Regions from separate parts of the Mus musculus genome. Here region 2 is linked to region 1. A link is a contact called in public HiChIP or PLAC-seq data. All regions are on one chromosome and are shown on one strand. The core of a region is the stretch at or near the end of the contact, and the rest is flanking DNA. Distances in the headings are between cores, read along the strand shown. Region 1 overlaps Spata5 (spermatogenesis associated 5). Region 2 holds the start of Spry1 (sprouty RTK signaling antagonist 1).

Region 1 (2,700 bases), core at 126-2,625:
ATACTTTTCCCTCTTCCTTGGGCAAAGAAAGAGTTTTCTGTACTTAGTGAATCATGTGACTTTATTGAGCAACATCTTGAAATTACTTAAGTCATCTGCTTGCTACCATAGGAAATGGCAGGACTGGGAGAGAGAAGCAACTTTGGAGGGAGGCCTGTAGAACAAACTCACTGAAATCCCCATTATAGGTTTTATAGTACCTTTCCTTTAGGATATCTTGAGTTTGTGTTCAGTTAAGCCATATTATAAAAGATGTTTTCCTCTGTGAGGAAATAAAGAATATATGGGAATTTTGGTTACATTTTCATTATAGCCTGAGTTATTTGAATTTGTGAGTGATGTGCTGGCATTTTTTAATGTTCAATTCAGAGTGGATGATTGATGCATTTTATTTAAACAAAATCATCTCTTTCTATGATTGTGGTAAGACTTGTGCTCCACGGGCTAATTGTAGAAGTAGTAAAATGAGTAAAACCTGAGCTCAGAATAATGTTCTTTATTTATCCGTCTGCTCCCACCTTCTTTTAGGGTGTTTCCCATAACAGTGTTATTTCTAAAGAGCCAATGAGGAAAGAATCCAAAGGCGTGTAACTTTATTTTTCTTCTGATTTCTAAAGCATCATATGATAGCTTGAGTAGATAGTTAAGAAGCTAAAACAAATGCATGAGTGCTTGACAAGGCTATCTCTGATTCGTTCAAGTTAATCAAGTAAAAAACAAATAAATATGGCAAATTGCTGAGTATTTTGTAAAGTTTGATCAAAATTGTTCTTTTTTTCTTGACCTCGCTTTTCATCCTCAGAATACAATCTCTATTGTTAAAGTTATTTAACTGATGAGATACACTCTACATGCAACCTGTTATAAAAACAAAGCTCTGTCAGGTCAATATTATAAATTTCTAATAATTTTCTTACAATAAAATAAATTATTTAAAACTTTAACTTAAAAATTGCAGATTTAACTCTTAAGTAATTCTTGCTAAGTGAAAGAATATCAGCAGTAAATATTTCAAAATACAGTGCATATAAAAAGGATTATATGCTTACTGTGTCCATGTAGTTTTATATCTAGGTTATCAAACTGATAAAATTCAAGATGAACAATGCCTTTTTCATACGAGCATCTTAGTCCTCTATGGAAAGAAAAATAAAGCCCTGCCAATAGGGCACTAGGGATAGGGTTTCCCTCTTTTGCTGCTCTTTGTGTCCATCATCTTTTCTAGAGCATCACTCCACTAACTCTTCCTGTCAGTATTGGTGGCGACAGCCAGTCTGACCTACAGAAACCCACACTTCTCAGCCTGGAAGTGCTGGTAATTTATCTCACCACCCCCAGTTCGTCTGTGCATGAGTAGCAGGCTTTGTTTGTCTAAAACACATAGTACCGCTTACATGTACTTGGGAGCTGTTGTGAGTCCATAAAGTGTATAGTTTTTCTGAGTATTTCACAAAAGGGAAAAAAAGGGAAAAGCATATATTTTTCCATATAAGACCATTATTTCAAAAATCCAAATAGTTTCATGTGTGAATGTTGTAAATAGGATTGGATTTGTTTGTTCAAGAAACACTTTGGCAGTTCTATAAGAATGAAACACAAGACTGAAACAGGAAGTGTAACTCTGTAATAGAAGCAATGCTGGCATTGTCTTCCTCAGTGTCTTGTTAGAAGCACTGCATGTGGCACACTAAGTCAGGAGGGAAGTTACATGGCTTCGCCCAGTTTCCCGGAGCATCATCTGAGAGCCAGGAGGTGGGGGTGGGGGGGCTTGTATGTTCAAAATAGCAGTGCCTGTTACTTATCAGCTTATATTTTAAACAAACTTTACTGATCCTGAGTTGATATAGCTGAGAGCACCTGAGGGCCTGGTACATAAGCAATCTGTTAGAACATTTCTTTGAGAATGTGTTTGCCATGGGTTACCCAGTTGGAGTGCTGGGCCCTGCATCTGGGTTTGGAATGGCTCATTTCATTGTTTGACTTGAGTTGTGATGAGAAATCAAGCCTGTTAGTTCATGTACGATGAAAGTTCCTGCCTGAGCATGCTGTACTCTTGACAGAGGCTGCTCTTTACCTGTCTTCAACTTGGATAACTTGCTAACCTCTCCAAGGCAAGGGAACTGTGACAAGGTGTCAGTTACTTTCAAAAGTAAATAAATCATAGGCTTTGAGTTTCATTTTAATAATAATGTATCCTTACAGGACCATGATATTGAACCATATGTTTTGTGGTGAATGTTGTACCTTCAAAGTAAAACATTTTAAAAAGTACGATTTAGACAGCCTAGTAGCCTAGTACCTAAGGGAAAATTATTAATTTTCAATAAAAGAACACTGAGCCGTCTTCAACAAAATAAGCTGAGGAGTAGAGAAATGAAGATTTATTTGAAATTTTACCTTATACCTATATTTTCTTTATCAGATCAGGAAGTACTAATATAGCTATAGTGTAAGCATTTTTATATTTAAGAAGTTACTTTAAATGTTTCAAGAAACTTTGTTATAAGCAGCTAAACACGTTGTTATGAGTACACCCACAAGTTAGAAATTTGTGGAATGATGTTAATCTTACTCTGAGAGCAATTCCCTCACAAGGATAGAAACTTCTGCAGCTTATTCTTGTTAACTGGCTAATACTTAACAATCTATATTTAATTAATAAAAATAATACATAATTAATTCTTAATAATCTATATTTGG
Region 2 (2,700 bases), core at 8-2,507, 140 kb after region 1:
ACAAGACACAAAAGCCCCACCAACTCTACATTTGAAAATATGACTTTAACACATCCCCTTGCATGAAGGGTGAACAAACAGCTTCTTGGCTTTTAATACGTTCTATTACCTTCTAGTGCACTTTCTTACTGCTGATCTTCTTCATAGGGAGTGTCCTGGGTTCCTTGCATGTAATTCCACACATAACCGTGAATTCTAAAAACATTCAAAAGCTTGCAAATGCATTATGCCAACAACAACAAAAACTTTATAAAAACTCACTGCAATTGTTAAGACTTAAAAAAAAAATTACTTTGAACCCAAAATATCCTAACTCACATTCACAGGTGATTTAGATCATGGAGTTTTTGTTTATCAAATACCATTCCTGATAAAATTCCCTGGAAAAATATTTTCTATCAATATTTTGGGGGTCTTAGGTTATTTTTAAAACTCTATGGAATTTTTAATTCCACATACAGCCCTTTTCACTACATCCTGAGCTATAGCGTCCATATAATAAATAACCAAATTCCATAGTATGTAAAGACGCAAAAAGCATTCCCAGCTTACTAAAGTCCCCCACCCCGTGACAGACATATGGCTAAAGCTAAAACTTCCTGATGAGTTATGCTTATTTTATTTCATTTAAAATGCATTGGTGTTTTGGACAAAATTATACAAACATTACAAAGCAGGAAGAACTTGGGCCCCGTTTTCTCCCCTTCCCCTCCCCCCGTGTAATTTTAGGGATCGTATCACAAACCAAATGGAGCAATCACTAAAACCCCACAGCAGGAAATCCCACCCTTTAGTGTGTAATTATATTACATTTGCAAAAATGACTGTTCTTTCTGAAACTTTCATATTTCGCATGATCTGAACTTTGCACTTTTCCCTTTATCTGGGGGCACGGTGTCATGGTGTACACATTTTTTTTTCCGTTGTTGTTGGTGGTTTGTTATTGTTTTTTAAATGTTCTTCACAACTCTTTTTAAACTCAACTCTAAGGGTGGCTGCACCAGTCCCCTTAAATTGGAGGCTGACAGCTCACGACTGACAGGGGCCCTGGAATGCCCGCTCCTCCCCAGTTGCGCTCGCAGGACTCCTGCAGGCAATCGACTTTTGTTAGAGCGTCCTCGAGTCCACATCCACGATCGCTGAAATCCTGCTCCGGGTTTTCGTGCAGCCCGCGTGATTGACACATGATATCACCGGGGGCGGGTCCCGGCGTGGAGGTGGAGGTGGCGGCGACGCTGAAATGCTGCGGAGCCCGCGCGCGAGTGCTCAGCACGCAGGGGTTTGCGGCGGCCCCGCAGCCAGAGCTCTGCGGGCTAAGGAGCGGCTGCGAGCGGCGTGCATGTGCCGGGAGGGCCGGCCCCAGGCTCTGCACTAGGTAAGAGCCTTCCCCTCCCGCCGAGGACCTGGCAAGATCAGGTGAGAATGGTGCTTTATTTTATTTTATTTTCGAGGAGCTGGACGTTTTCGGAGCTGGCTCTAGCTCTGTGCCCGGCGCTTTGCGGTCGGCCCTGCAGCGAGTTCCGTAGCCAGGCAGCGAGTTACGCGTGTGCGAACGCGGGCTGGCACCGCCGCGCACCCGCGTGTCTGTGCGCATTGTTGGGGACCGACCCGCCGGGCGCTCGTGCCAGACCTGACTTTTCCCGTCCCTGCGTGCGGGCTTGCCTCGCGCAGACGCGTCTCTCGGACGCGCTTTGGACTGCGGGGCATTCCGTGGGGGCAAAACGTGCACGGCCGTGTGTGTCCGGGGCTCGTGGCTGTCCATCTCGGCGAGCAGGACAGCGTCCCGGGCTGGCAAGGGACTCACGTGTTTCTGTCTCTGCTCGTCTGCAGCCGGCGTGGCGACTGCGGGGACGCGGACCTGCGGGGACCCGAGAGCCCGGGACGACGCCGGGCCGCGCGCCTGACGACCGGGACGGGACGGTGCTGTGGAGCGGGCGCCGCGCGCACCCGGCGGATGTCCCCGAGCCGCCCTCGGCCGCCGCCAACCGCGGAGAAGCGCCCCTGCCCGGGGGCCGCCGAGGCCGCAGCGCGGGCCATGCGCGCCCGGCCGCCCCGCCGCGCTTGATGCGGCGCGCGCTCCGCCCGCTCGGCGCCCCCGGCCGGCGCCGCGGAGGCCGAGGTGAGTGCGGGCGGCAGGTGCGGGCCGGGGCGGGCCGGGCGGTCCTGGCGGTCCTCGCGCAGCCCGTGCCAAGCGCGCGGCACCCGATGGCGCTGGGGACCCAGCGCCCGCCTGTGCTCGGAGCGCAGTGCCGCGGGACGCGGGGAGAGGGCGCTGCCTCCTCCCGCCCGCGAGCTGTTTTCATTCATAACTTTATCCGGCCGGACCTGCCGCGGCTCGGTGCCCCTGAGGTCTCGGCGTGGGGCCCAAGCGCCCGACGGTGCTACCCACACTGCTGTCCGCGGGTGCGCACCGGCTTCGCTCTGGACAGTTGCGGGGTGCCTAGGTGCTCCGCCTGAGCGAACTTGCTTGGGAATGCCCTGTAAAATGCAAATTAAAGCCGTGCCTAGGGGTTTCATAACTCAAACAAGCCGTGCCCACGTCTTCCTTTCTTGTGGATGAGACTTGGCATATTTAAAGTCTTCGTTATGGAGTTTTAAATTTTTAAAAAATAGATATGGCACAGGAGCAAGGATGGGCAGTTTTCTAGTGTCGTTTAGGGCTTCGGCACCACAACATGCTGTTATGGCCGTGCATCTCAT

What was found. HiChIP or PLAC-seq counts read pairs in DNA pulled down with a chosen protein or histone mark.
Region 2: an H3K27ac HiChIP or PLAC-seq map of oligodendrocyte precursor cells shows a contact between it and region 1, with 7 times the contacts expected there. The contact joins the promoter of Spry1 here to the enhancer-like site in region 1. A contact is called at or near these places in 9 of 39 promoter capture datasets (the 3T3-L1 cell line, 3T3-L1-derived adipocytes, HPC-7-derived erythroid cells and 5 more), 1 of 15 datasets of contacts at CTCF or cohesin (pro-B cells), 6 of 484 Hi-C or Micro-C datasets (the G1E-ER4 cell line, muscle stem cells, nephron progenitors and 3 more), 2 of 115 datasets of contacts at active chromatin or transcription factors (embryonic stem cells and oligodendrocyte precursor cells) and 1 of 9 other capture datasets (liver).

Annotation. Positions count from the first base shown.
Region 1 is chr3:37,501,071-37,503,770 of GRCm38.p6, forward strand. The region is part of intron 14 of Spata5 (spermatogenesis associated 5); the gene reads left to right. Among named protein-coding and RNA genes, the nearest start is that of Spata5, 82 kb to the left of the region's middle. Within about 2 kb of position 1,376, at least 27 of the 459 cell types and tissues checked have an H3K27ac peak or open chromatin away from gene starts, as enhancers often do. A contact at or near this core is called in oligodendrocyte precursor cells, where this site is marked.
Region 2 is chr3:37,638,690-37,641,389 of GRCm38.p6, forward strand. Spry1 (sprouty RTK signaling antagonist 1) reads left to right here and starts at 1,258. Exons shown (of 3, transcript NM_011896.3): 1 at 1,258-1,416; 2 at 1,831-2,119.